Linked DNA regions of Mus musculus: regions 2 and 3 are each linked to region 1. A link is a contact called in public promoter capture Hi-C data. All regions are on one chromosome and are shown on one strand. Each heading gives the region's core, a stretch centred on a gene start, on an enhancer-like site or on the middle of the called end of the contact. The rest is flanking DNA. Distances are from core to core; before and after follow the strand shown. Region 1 holds the start of Ubr1 (ubiquitin protein ligase E3 component n-recognin 1). Region 2 holds the start of 4931402G19Rik (RIKEN cDNA 4931402G19 gene). Region 3 holds the start of Ckmt1 (creatine kinase, mitochondrial 1, ubiquitous).

Region 1 (3,861 bases), core at 753-3,252:
GTTTTTCTTTTTTTTTAAAGATTTATTTATTTACTATATGTAAGTACCCTGTAGCTGTCCTCAGATCTTCCAGAAGAAGGCATCAGATTTTGTTACGGATGGTTGTGAGCCACCATATGGTTGCTGGGATTTGAACTCGGGACCTTCGGAAGAGCAATCGGTGCTCTTAACCACTGAGCCATCTTGCGAGCGCCCTACAGGTGCGTTTATTATTATTGGTTTGTGTGTGTGTGTGTGTGTGTGTGTGTGTGTGTGTGTGTGTGTGTGTGATAAGCCCTTTACAATGAGTCACAAGCTCAGCCTTATGCCTCATGCTCTCCCCTCAAAAAACAGTCACTTGATTTTTCACCCAACAATGTGTCTTCTCAAGATAGAAAGAACAAAACAACAACAGCGTTTCTCAAACTTTATTTTCTCAGGATCACTTTAAACTCCTTAAAATTATTGCCCCTCCCCAAGAATCTTTTGTACAAATGGTTCCTATCAATATTTACTAATAACAATTTAAGATGGAGAAAACTTTTAACTAGCTTAAAAGTTTCTATGCAGGGCTTCATGTAACCCAACATGTTCTGCTTTTTGTTGTTTTGGGACAGGACCTCACCGGCAGCTAGACTGATCTGGAACTATATAGTTCTGCTGCCTCCAACTTGGAAGAACCCTCATATTCTCAAATGCTAGCTGACGTTACAGCTGTAAGTCACCCATGCCGGCTTACAGGCATGTAAACAATATAACATCTTAAACATTTTTCCTTTCTTTTTCTCTTTTTGAGATGGGGTCTCACCACATAGCTCTGGAGTAGACTAGGCTAGCCTTGAATTCAGAGATCCACCTGCCTCTGGTTCTGGAGTGCTTAAAGGTGGGTGCCATTACACCAGGCATAAACAGCATTTAAAATGAAAATTAACTCGGTAAACAAATGTTATCCAAAATGTGAGAATTTCCAAATTTCTTAAGTTCCAATTTAATAGAAGGGTAGGTGTGTTTTAGTTCTGCCTCTATCTATAGTCAGTCATGTGTTGCTTTGGTTGGTGTATGTGAAGAAAATTTGACCTTACAGATCTAAAAAAAAAAAAAAGCCAGGTGGTGGTGGCGCACACCTTTTTAACCCCAGCACTTGGGAGGCAGAGGCAGGCGGATTTCTGAGTTCGAGGCCAGCCTGGTCTACAAAGTGAGTTCCAGGACAGCCAGGACTATACAGAGAAACCCTGTCTCAAAAACAAAAACAAAAAAACAAAACAAAACAAAAACAAAAACAAAACAAAACCCACTTCCATGGCAGGTGAGATGGTAGAAAACCAATCCCCTCAAATTGTCCTTTGATCTCTAAACATGATCCACACACACACACACACACACACACACACACACACACACACACAGAGAGAGAGAGAGAGAGACACAGACACAAGTCGCTAAAGTATATATATAAATTTAAAAAGGGACCAGGTGGCTGACATCTGTCACTTGGAATGCAGAGGTAGGAGGAATGCGTGGTATTGGAGGCTATTATTCGTTTCGTAAAAACTAAACCAAACTAAACAAAAAACAAAAACAAAAACAGAGGACACTAAATTAGCTCTTTATCACCTTTGTCCTCCAACCCTGGTCTTGGCCTTGGGTGTTTTCTCTTGGTTCAGAGCTATTCCTTCGCACTATGCATAGATGCACAAATGCAGGAATTTGTAGTCTGTGGCAACAGTTTCCCCTCGATGTTTCCGTACATCTACCTTGTTCTTTTCATGGGGTATTCCATAACGGGGATGTATTCAGTTTGTCTTCCCTTACCGACGGATGGACTAGGTTTCTCGGTTTTGTCATCTCACCACCCCTGCCCCGGGGTTAAGGGATGGCGACAAAGCTGTGAGGTCTTCCCTCGGGGATCAGCCCTGGTGGAGCAGGGCTAACTAACCATCAGGGGCGGAAACCTCCGGCTTGGCAGGTCGGCAGCCTGCTTCCGGGAAGCCGACCGGAAGCCGCTCCGGGTGCTGCGACAAACCTGACTTCAGGGGCCGTCGTAAAAGTGTCGTCCCTGTCGCGTCGGGCCGGCCACAGGTTTCCGCTAGCTGGCGGCCGGGGGTCGGGAACTGCGGGCGTTCGTTTCCCTTAAGATGGCGGACGAAGAGATGGACGGCGCCGAGAGGATGGACGTCAGCCCGGAGCCTCCCCTGGCCCCGCAGCGGCCGGCATCGGTGAGTCTTCATCTGCTAGCGCCTTTTGTCCTCTCCACCAACAGCTTCCCACCGCGCCTGGGAGGGTTTGGGGCTCCGCTTTCTATGGCGGCACTGGGGAAGGGGAGTCCTAGGATTGAAGGATCGACCCTCCCTCCCCCGATAAAGTTAGTCGTCTCCTACACACATTCCTGCCAGCCAGGTCTACGGAGTTTAATGACTGTCATCTATTAAGTCTCAACGTGCTCAGACACGCATGTCTCTATTTTGAAGTAGAAAGAACTCGTGCACATTTAGGTGGGTTTGATGTAGGAGCTGAGATGAGGTTGGAGAAGGCCATTTTTCGGTAGACGCATTGCTGACCCCTCTTGTTGATAGGCATCGGGACCCGGACCAGCACCTGGTGTGATATAGCATTGTCGGGTGGACTTGATAGTGGCAGTGAGTGTTGCGGCTGGCAAGGCATGGCCAGATATCCATTATTGCAGCGTCTTGAGAACCTTCGATCTGGCCCCCAGTGAGGGAAATTTGTCATTTGTCATGCCTTTTATATATGAGAAGGGACATTTCAAACGAGAGAATACTGGAATCTATACTTGGCTATTAGATTTTTGAAGGGCTGAGAAAGGAGAGGTAGAATAAAATTGAGTCAACAGTCTGGCTGCGTGGAGAATACGAACAGAGTAGGCTGAAAGGTGGGGTAATGTTCACAAATGTTCTGATGTGGTCCCTTCAGATAACTAGAAGGGAGGGAGGTCCTTAGGAAGTACTCACTATTGATCACAACATGTTTTATCAGTTTGTCTATAGCTGCATATGGAAAAGTGTGGGAAACATACCCGCACCCACGCAAACCCATTGTATATACACATACCTGTTAGTGAAGTTGTTTGTAGTTTTAATAAACTCATTCTTGGCTTACTTTACCCCAGCAGACTCTAGAACATTATTTTATGAGACAAGAGAATGACTCAGAAATAAGTCAACCACGGAGACTAGAGAGAATGTCTGTAAGATAAAAAACCATCAGGGACAGAGTTGGAATAAGACTATATGCACTAGATCAGCACTTGGCAGTCTTCCTCCTCCATCCCAAAAAGCAGTTGAAACTCACTTCACCACTGGTAATGTAGCTTAGATGAAAACAGCTAGAAAATGTTTCCAAGTAGATAAACTGGTTTGTTTGTTTGTTTGTTTGTTTGGTTGGTTTTGGTTTTGGTTTTTTTAGTGCTAGGGAGAAAACTCCAGGCCTTATGCATGCTAGGCAAGGGCTCTTCTTCTGAGCTATAGGTTAAGATAGAGAGATCATTTACTTTCAGGAGTTCCAGGCAAACCCCGGACTAGACTGTGAAACTCCATCTAAAAACAAAAATAGAAAAAAAGATTCATAGATAGAATCATGTGCTTTTTTTGTTTGTTTGTAATCTAGTGCGTTATAGTCAGAATAGTTGTAGTTTCCTATTGCCAAAGATGAGTAATGTTTATTTAAATCGTTGCTATGTTAATTCTTTCCCACTAGCACTGTAAAACCCCATTAATAAAACCATAAAACATCCATTACTTTGGAATTGGAAAAATGGTATAGAAATTGAGCAGGAATCTGTAACAAACATGTCTTCAAAGAATAATATATTTCTTTGGGCAAGGCTTTTTAAACTTTACAGAGAAGCAAGGAGTGGTGTCATGT
Region 2 (3,861 bases), core at 374-2,873, 500 kb after region 1:
CCTGACATTGATGTCTGGATGCATTGCAAGGGCACATGCATGTGCACACCCACACATAACTAAATAAGTAAATACATAAATCAAGAAATAAATTTAAAAATCAGAAGTAAGACATGTTATAAGAGCAAAAGAGATTAGCAGTGTTTAGAACGACATGAGTAGGGCCGGTGAGACAGCTCAGTGGGTACAGGCATTTGCTATATCCTGACCTGAGTTCAAACCCTGGGACCCATGTAGGCGTGGACGGAGAGAACCAACTCCACAGAGTTGTCCTCTGACACACACGGATTGAGGAACTCACATGTGATTCATGTACAGATGCACACTAAATAATAATAAATAAAAAAGACTTGATAGCTCACACCTTTAACCCCAGCACTCAGAAAGCAGAAGCAGGCAAACCTGTGTGTTCCAGGCCAGCCTATCTCAAAGTCGGGAGAAGGAGGAGAAGGAGGAGAAGGAGGAGGAAGAGGAGGAGGAGGAGGAGGAAGAGGAAGAGGAAGAGGAGGAGGGATAAAATAGTAATTTAAAAAAGAACGATACAAATGTGCAGAAAGCATTTGTGGCTTTTTTATAAGGCAAATGCATCTTTTCATGGTTTCTTGGTCATTTCTGTCCCTGCCTTTCTCATTTTCTACATTATCCTGCCAAGTCATGTCAACGTATTCACTGTGGTCCCTGGAGCTCTGTCCCTGTCATGACCCTCAGGAGGAGCTGAGGCAATCCTAACTGTTATTTCTAGAACCTTCACTTTCACCAAAACAGTTGCAGCCTCCCCTACCCTCTGCTGTCCTGGGTTGATGGTTTGGTGCTACTGTGATTCTCTGCAGCCAGAACAAGCATCTAAGTTAGTATTAGCATTTCAGTTACCACCAGCACCACTTACTGACTGTGCTACGTGTGTGTGTGTGTGTGTGTGTGTGTGTGTGTGTGCGCGCGCGCGTGTGTGCATGTGTGCACGTGTGCACATGTTGGATGCAGTATCCTGTTTTATCCTTCCAGAACTCAGTGAAAGCTGGCGTTTTCATTTGCTTTTTACAGATGAGGAAGCTGAGACCCAGGAGTAGTCAGTCACGTGGTTTAGTGGTGGGCACAGTTCTGGTTCCCCTTGTTTCAAAACCTGTGTCCTGGGCTTTCTTGTTAATGGCTATTACTGCCTTACTGTAGGCATCTAAGACAATGGTTCTCAGTTTGTGGGGTGAGACCCCTTTGGGATCACCTAAACCATCGGAAATATCAGATATCATTATGATTCATAACAGTAGCAAAATTACAGTTATGGAGTAGCAATGGGAATAATTGTGTGGTTGGGGGTCATCACAACATGAGGAACTGGGTCAAAGCATTAGGAAGGTGGAGAACCACTGAGCTAGGACTTTAGGGACATCACACAGTATCGTGCTAAGCAGAGAGTACATTTAGCTCCTTTATGGAAAAGCAAAGTGAAACTTGGATCGTTTTCCTGACTTGCTGCTAGCAGCAGACCAGGCTTCCCACCAGGTCTGCTTGTTCAAATCCTGTCTCAAACTACTGTGTACTGTGGCCTAGTTCTTCCTTCTTGTGGCTAGTGTGGTACCCAACTTCCCTTTCAACTGTCTGACAGAAGGCAGCAGACATTCTATAACAGATCGGAAGCAGAGACCTCCTGCTAACCCACTTTCATTGGGAAGGTAATTTCACTGGGAAATAAGCTATGTGGTTAAGCTTGTAGTCTGGGGCTGGGTGTCCCTCTATGTAGACTAGGTTCTCCTGGAGTCCAGCTGTCTCTAAATCTGCTCACAATGATGTGGGGACAATTGTTGTTTTGATATAGCCTAGTGTTTCTTCATTTTAGAATTGAGTAGTACTGACTAAGTGACCCCAGGCTGGGAAGACATCTCCATTATAGACTTCACTTTAGAGGCTGTGGAGCCCCAGAAGAGCCCAGAGGCCTCCTGGAATCAGGAGAAAGCCCTTCCTTAAGGATGCAGATGTGTTGGCTACTGTTTGATCTCAGCTGGGAACCAGTATGTCTGGTGACTTGAGGTTTTCAGAGTCCTGAGCAAGTCCACAAATATTCACAGAAGCACAGCATTGATTTGGAAGTTACCAATGAATTTAAGTAGGAGAATAACAAGTATAGAATCTAGATAATGAGGCTTGGCTGTGCAGTTGAGGACTCTAATGGCCTGAGCTGGATAAACCCCTGCCCAAGCGTTTTGTGACTATCTGATAAAGCAACCAGAGATAGGGTGACAACCGAGGAACAGAGGACACCACTGGATACCTTTACTGTTGTCTGGGTTGTAACCAGATGACTTCCCGCTAGACATGAAAAGCTTTCCAATATGGAAATTACAGCATGTGTGTGTGGAAGGAGAACTCCTTTGCCCTTCTGACTCTTCATGTCAGGAGGAAAGCCAACTACCTCAGACCTTTGACAGTTGTTCTTCAACATTTTGCTCCTGGACTTACATGGAGTGTTTAATAGCAGTTTTCATGCTGTACTGAGTGGCACTGTGGAGTGGCCAGGATGCTTCCCAAGTGTGAGAGGTCCTGGGGCATCCATGGAGACTCACACAGGTCTTCAACCCACAGCCTCTCAGTGGCAGGGTCTCCTCCTCTGTCTCCCCCACTCCAGAGCTCAGTGAAGCCTGGGCATTTTCTCTCACTTTGTTTTTCTCCATTCCAGAGCTTTCTAACACTGGCAAGCTGGCTCAGCACTGCCACTTCAAGACAGGATGCAGAGCAAGTCTGCCCTTTCCCAAAAGGTTACTGGTCTCAAGTATTTCACAGCTTCAGTGGCTGTTAGGCCATAGAGAATGGCAGGAGCAGTGTGTGTGTGTGTGTGTGTGTGTGTGTGTGTGCATGCACCTCAGGCTTTCCCTAGTCCAATTCCAGTGCAGTCTACCTTTCACTCTTGTTATATATCAACCAGCTGATCCTTTTCTTTCCTTTTTCCCTTTAGAAAACAATCATGTTTGCCTCCTTTAAGAAAAGCACTCAGGCTGGGCAGTGGTGGCGCACACCTTTGATCCCAGCACTTGGGAGGCAGAGGCAGGCAGATTTCTGAGTTTGAGGCCAGCCTGGTCTACAAAGTGAGTTCCAGGACTGCCAGGACTACACAGAGAAACCTTGTCTCAAAAAACCAAAAACCAAAAACCAAAAAAAAAAAAAAAAAAAGCACCCTGTATTTTGTTGTTGTTAACTTGTTTTTGTTTGTATTTAAGTGACAAGATCCTCATATTGCCCAGGTTGGCCTCAAACTTGAGAGTGTCAGCAGCCCTCCTGCCTCAGCTTCCTCAGTAGCTAGGAAGCCCCCTCGGTAGTAGTAGGCAGGTACCCACGAGCCTGGCTCAAGTACTCTTTATGTAATTATAATGCAGGCTGGAGAGATGGCTCATAGGTTAAAGAGCACATACTACTTTTGCAAAGGATGTGTGTTCAGTTATCAGGCAGCTTACAACAGCAACAGCCAGTGAGTCCATCTTCAGCTGCCTTCTTCTGGACTCTGCATGAACCTATAGTTATGGGATTACACACACACTCTCTCTCTCTCTCTCTCTCTCTCTCTCTCTCTCTCTCTCTCTTTCTCCCTCTCTCTCCCTCTCTCTTTCTCCCTCTCTCTCATTCTCCCATTTGTGTTTCCTCTTGACAGAACATTTCTGCTATGGTAAGGATTCAGAGAGGAAGTACATCTGCTAAAGACATGCAAACAATCAGACAAATTCTCTCAGGAACAAGACTCCTGATGCCCAGAGTGTATTTAGCTGTTGTTTGCATTCCTGTAATAACTGCCTTGGGGCTGGGGATGAGTTACTTCAGCCCAGATAGTGAAGATCCTGGAAGGGGCATAAGGATGGCAGGAAGCCTGCAGGTCAC
Region 3 (3,861 bases), core at 939-3,438, 390 kb before region 1:
TCCCTGTCAAGGGCCCTCACATCAATAAGCTGCTGCTGTTCGGCCTCCGTCATCTCACTGAGCCTATAGTACCGTCCAGCCAGGTCACCCTTCAGGCCACTCAGAGCATCCACCACAACACGTTCTACCTCTCTTCGCTCTGCCCGAGTGCAGGCTGGAGGGAGACTGAGTCCCCTGATACTTCGGCCAGTTCTGACTCTTGAAGACAATACATACCTCTCATCAAAGTAGCCAGAACGGATCTGAGGAATAAGAGAAATGACTATAAATCATAGAAACACAGCAGGTGGGAACTCTTGGGGATTATAAAGCAGGTGCCAGAAGGAAGACACATTGGACAGGCATGCTAACTGAAAACACTGTGGTCATTTCTCCACATTTCTCACTTTGGGTACAGCCTTTTTTTTTTTTTTTTTTTTTTTTTTTTTTTTTTTTTGGTGGAGGGAGGAGGGCTCTTCTGAGCCGTCTGAGAGCTGAGATTACAGGTGTGAGCCACCACACCCAGCCAGGACATAGTCACTTCTTAAAAATTCTTTCACCATTTTGTACTTTGATCAGATTCTCCTCAACTCCATTATCCAGACTCTTATCCACTACGTCCTCCTATCTGCTATACTTCAAGATATGCAATTCTTTCTCTTATCAATATACAAAGCTCAGCAGTCTAACCCTGAGTCAGGAAACAAGGTGTAATGATTGGAGATACAGAACATTGTGCACAAGGCTGCACATATCGGAAGTGTCACATTTGGCTCACTTTACTGGCATCAAGGTCAGTGGTGTGCTTCATTGTTCTGGGGTCATATCCATTATGCCGCTCTTGGATCACAGGGTCAAACAGTTCAGCAAATACCTGAAAAGGAGTTAAGAGGAAGAGGCGATTATAAAGAAGAAACACTTGAGTTGTAGATTGATATCACTGGATCAGAACGTTTGAGTATAGACAATCCAGAGTCTTGAGGGAACAGACATGAGGGATCTTTAGGAGGAAGGAACTGGGATTTCTGAGGGGCCCCCTACCTCATAGGTCTCCTCATCTCCAGCCACCATGCCCACAGTCTTGATGAAGGGGTGGCCAGGGTTGTCCACTCCAGTCTGGATGCACTGATCTAGTGTCCAACCAGTGGGTGTGGTCTTGTCGCAGAGCCGTGCATAGACTGCTGGGGTCAGGTGACTGGCCATGCAGTTGTTGTGCTTTCGGAGGTCTGGGTACTCAGCGCTGGGAAGGGGGTACCCAGTAACCATGGAGGGAGGGCACAGGAGCCTAGACCTACTGATGTCAGCTGGGAGCTGTCCAGTGAGCCATGTCTGGCTTTGCTTATTGGAAGGAGGGGGAATTAGAGGTAGGCTAAATCTTGATAATCTCTTCAGGGATTTCCAGGGTCTTTTCTTTCCTAATAGTTCTAACACCTCAATTCCCCCTTGTCTACAGAGTTGCTTTTCTCTAGTGAGCATAACATTAGAGATGGGGGAGGGGAGAGACTCAGGAGAATTCGGGAGAACAAGGAGAATAGGTCGAGATTAAAAAAAAAAAAAAAAGCTTCTAGTCATCCAAAAAGGATTTGGGCAGTGGGTGAACCTAGAATTTGCAAAGGTAAAGCTGGTGTGGAGGCAGTGACATCGGGTGACATGTCCTTAGACATGTTCTTCCATTACAGGGCTAGGATCTCCAAACTGTACAGGAAATCCATCTTCGAGGCCTATCTTTTGCTCAGGTTATCCTCTCTACCTGTTCGGTTCCCATCACCACCACTACCACCCCCAGCCCCCACCTCGTGCATCTCAGGCTCTAATACCTCGGGGGATACAGTCTCCTCCGTTCAGCAGCGGCAGCTCCTACAGATTCCGGGCGGAGCAGAATCCCGGCGGTGAGAGACCCAGCTCCAGCCAAAGCCAGGAGCCTGAGTCCAGGGCGGGCAGACAGCAGACGGGAGAAGGGACCAGCCATGGCTTGGGGATGCGGCTACAAAGATTCAGAGCAGGATCTGGCGCAAGTCAGGAACTAGGAGGGAAGATGCAACCGGGTAGAGAGAGGACGGAGCTGGGTCGGAGACTGGAGCCAAAATAGGGGTCACGATGAAGGCTGAAGCTGAAGTGGCAGCCGGTGCCTACCAGGCTGCAGGAGAAGCGCAGCGAAGCAAGGAGCCAGCCAGAGCAGAGGGAGGCCCCAGCCGCAGTCTCCAGGGGTGGGGCTCACTCAGGCTCCGCCTTCCCGCCTGCCACCGCGCTAGGTGTGCGGGGGTGGGGTTGGGTAGCACTAGCCAGGTAATTAAGAAGACCGGAGATTTACTCCCTGAGGCTGGAGACAGACGCCCACCAAGGATGAGGGTGGTCAGATTTCAGCACTAAGTAGAGGACAGCACCACAGGGATTCCCGAACCTGAAACCCCCCTTCTTTCATACCCTCTCTGTTTAAATCTGAAACCCAATCCGTCTATTTTCTGGGTTTTAGGGGTGGGGGTGGGGAGGTTGACATTGCCCAGCCTCTTTTCTGAATTCGATCTGCACGCCATCTCTCCATTTTCCCCAGGAGAGTCAGCCGCAGGAAAACCACAGAATAAACAGATAGAGGAGGAAGACTGAGCGAGCTCAGGGGAAAGACAGCACAGCCTCAAGGTCACCTTCCCCTAAGAACCAGGAAGAGCACCAGGGAACTCCCAGCTACACCTATGCTTTCCTAATAAGATTGAGAAAGGATCCCTTAAGAATCAGAAAGCTATTGGCTCTTATCCTGTCTATTCTGTCTCCCAAACTCACTGCCTCCAAGTCTTCAGCTTGGCTATTTCCTGCCTCTCATTGGGGACCTGCTTTTTTTTTCTTTTTTTCCTCTACTCTAACCCCTGCTTCACCTTTGATCTTTTATTTCTCTTCTTCTTTTCCAGGCTTAAATCTGTTTGCTGTTCGAAGGACTCTTCCTGAGTAGTGTCTGAAAGCCTACCTGTTGATTGCTCTGGGTGTGGGGCTGGGGTTGGGCAGGGAATGGTGAGTTTCTTCTTCCTTCTCTTCCTTCTTCTCTGCAGCTGGCAGTTCCTGGACTGGAGGGGGAATATAAAGAGAGGAGGAGGGTGTGGTGAGATGACTGGGTGTGGAATGGAACAGGCAGGCACAGGTCTCCCGAACCACTCGTGCTTCCTCTCTTGGCTTGCTAAGGCAGTTTAATCTGGAGTGTGAAGGCTGGTAGTATCCAAGGGCATAAGGTCATCAGGGAGTCTCTGTCTTCTTCCTGGTCCGCTCTCTCTTTTGCGAAGTGCATACTCAGACTCAAGAGGGTTTGTTTCCACAGCTACGTGCTGGGCTAGGAGCAACTTGACTTTTATTAGTGCAGGAAGGGGAATGAAAGCTGAAGCTGAGATAGAGACCTGAGGTTTGGGTGCGGAGGGCCAGCCAAAGCAAAGCAGACATATTGCCATTAATATGTCTACCTTCAGCTTCCTGATGTTCCAGAAGACAGTAAGATATTTGGAAGTTGTAAGAAAGTACTTGGGAAAAAGAATTACCCTTCATAATCCCCACTGGCCCAACTAATATACATTCCTTTATTTCCCTCAAGTCCCCACCCCATATGTCTCCTTTCTGACCTTTCTCATTGGTGAGTATCCTTAGAAAGAATCCATTTCACTTTTGGCTCCATTACTTAAGCCTCTTCTCTTGGTAAAATAACACATTTTCCAAGAATAGAGATCTACTGGTGGAACTTCCTTATTTTTGGAGAGGGAAAAAAAATGTTACCTGTGCTGTGGGTGTTCATTATCCAGGTTAAGGAGTAGGTATGAGTAAGTGAATATAATTACTTGGGATGGTGTATATTTACCCAGATAAAAGGAGGAGATAGTCTTCGAGAGCAATTGGGCTATTATTTGG

Evidence for each region. Promoter capture Hi-C pulls out the DNA fragments that hold promoters and counts their contacts.
Region 2: a contact with region 1 is called in a promoter capture Hi-C map of liver, with 6 times the contacts expected there. The contact joins the promoter of 4931402G19Rik here to the promoter of Ubr1 in region 1. A contact is called at or near these places in 12 of 39 promoter capture datasets (the 3T3-L1 cell line, the HPC-7 cell line, cranial neural crest and 5 more), 10 of 115 datasets of contacts at active chromatin or transcription factors (the 230-238 cell line, bone marrow-derived macrophages, differentiating embryonic stem cells and 5 more) and 4 of 9 other capture datasets (adipose tissue, liver, macrophages and 1 more).
Region 3: a contact with region 1 is called in a promoter capture Hi-C map of neural stem cells. The contact joins the promoter of Ckmt1 here to the promoter of Ubr1 in region 1. A contact is called at or near these places in 5 of 39 promoter capture datasets (the HPC-7 cell line, embryonic stem cells, fetal liver and 1 more), 4 of 484 Hi-C or Micro-C datasets (B cells, LSK cells, embryonic stem cells and 1 more), 7 of 115 datasets of contacts at active chromatin or transcription factors (T-cell acute lymphoblastic leukemia, bone marrow-derived macrophages, embryonic stem cells and 2 more) and 2 of 9 other capture datasets (adipose tissue and pancreatic islet).

What each region holds. Positions count from the first base shown.
Region 1 is chr2:120,968,856-120,972,716 of GRCm38.p6, reverse strand. It overlaps Ubr1 (ubiquitin protein ligase E3 component n-recognin 1), which reads left to right and starts at 2,002. Exons shown (of 47, transcript NM_009461.2): 1 at 2,002-2,195. The coding sequence starts at 2,115.
Region 2 is chr2:120,467,129-120,470,989 of GRCm38.p6, reverse strand. 4931402G19Rik (RIKEN cDNA 4931402G19 gene) reads left to right here and starts at 1,623. Exons shown (of 5, transcript NR_040608.1): 1 at 1,623-1,670. The region is part of intron 1 of Capn3 (calpain 3); the gene reads right to left.
Region 3 is chr2:121,356,937-121,360,797 of GRCm38.p6, reverse strand. It overlaps Ckmt1 (creatine kinase, mitochondrial 1, ubiquitous), which reads right to left and starts at 2,188. Exons shown (of 9, transcript NM_009897.3): 1 at 1,797-2,188; 2 at 1,021-1,219; 3 at 758-853; 4 at 21-242. The coding sequence starts at 1,948. Gm33947 (a long non-coding RNA gene) reads left to right here and starts at 1,979. Exons shown (of 2, transcript XR_374934.4): 1 at 1,979-2,616; 2 at 2,883-2,983.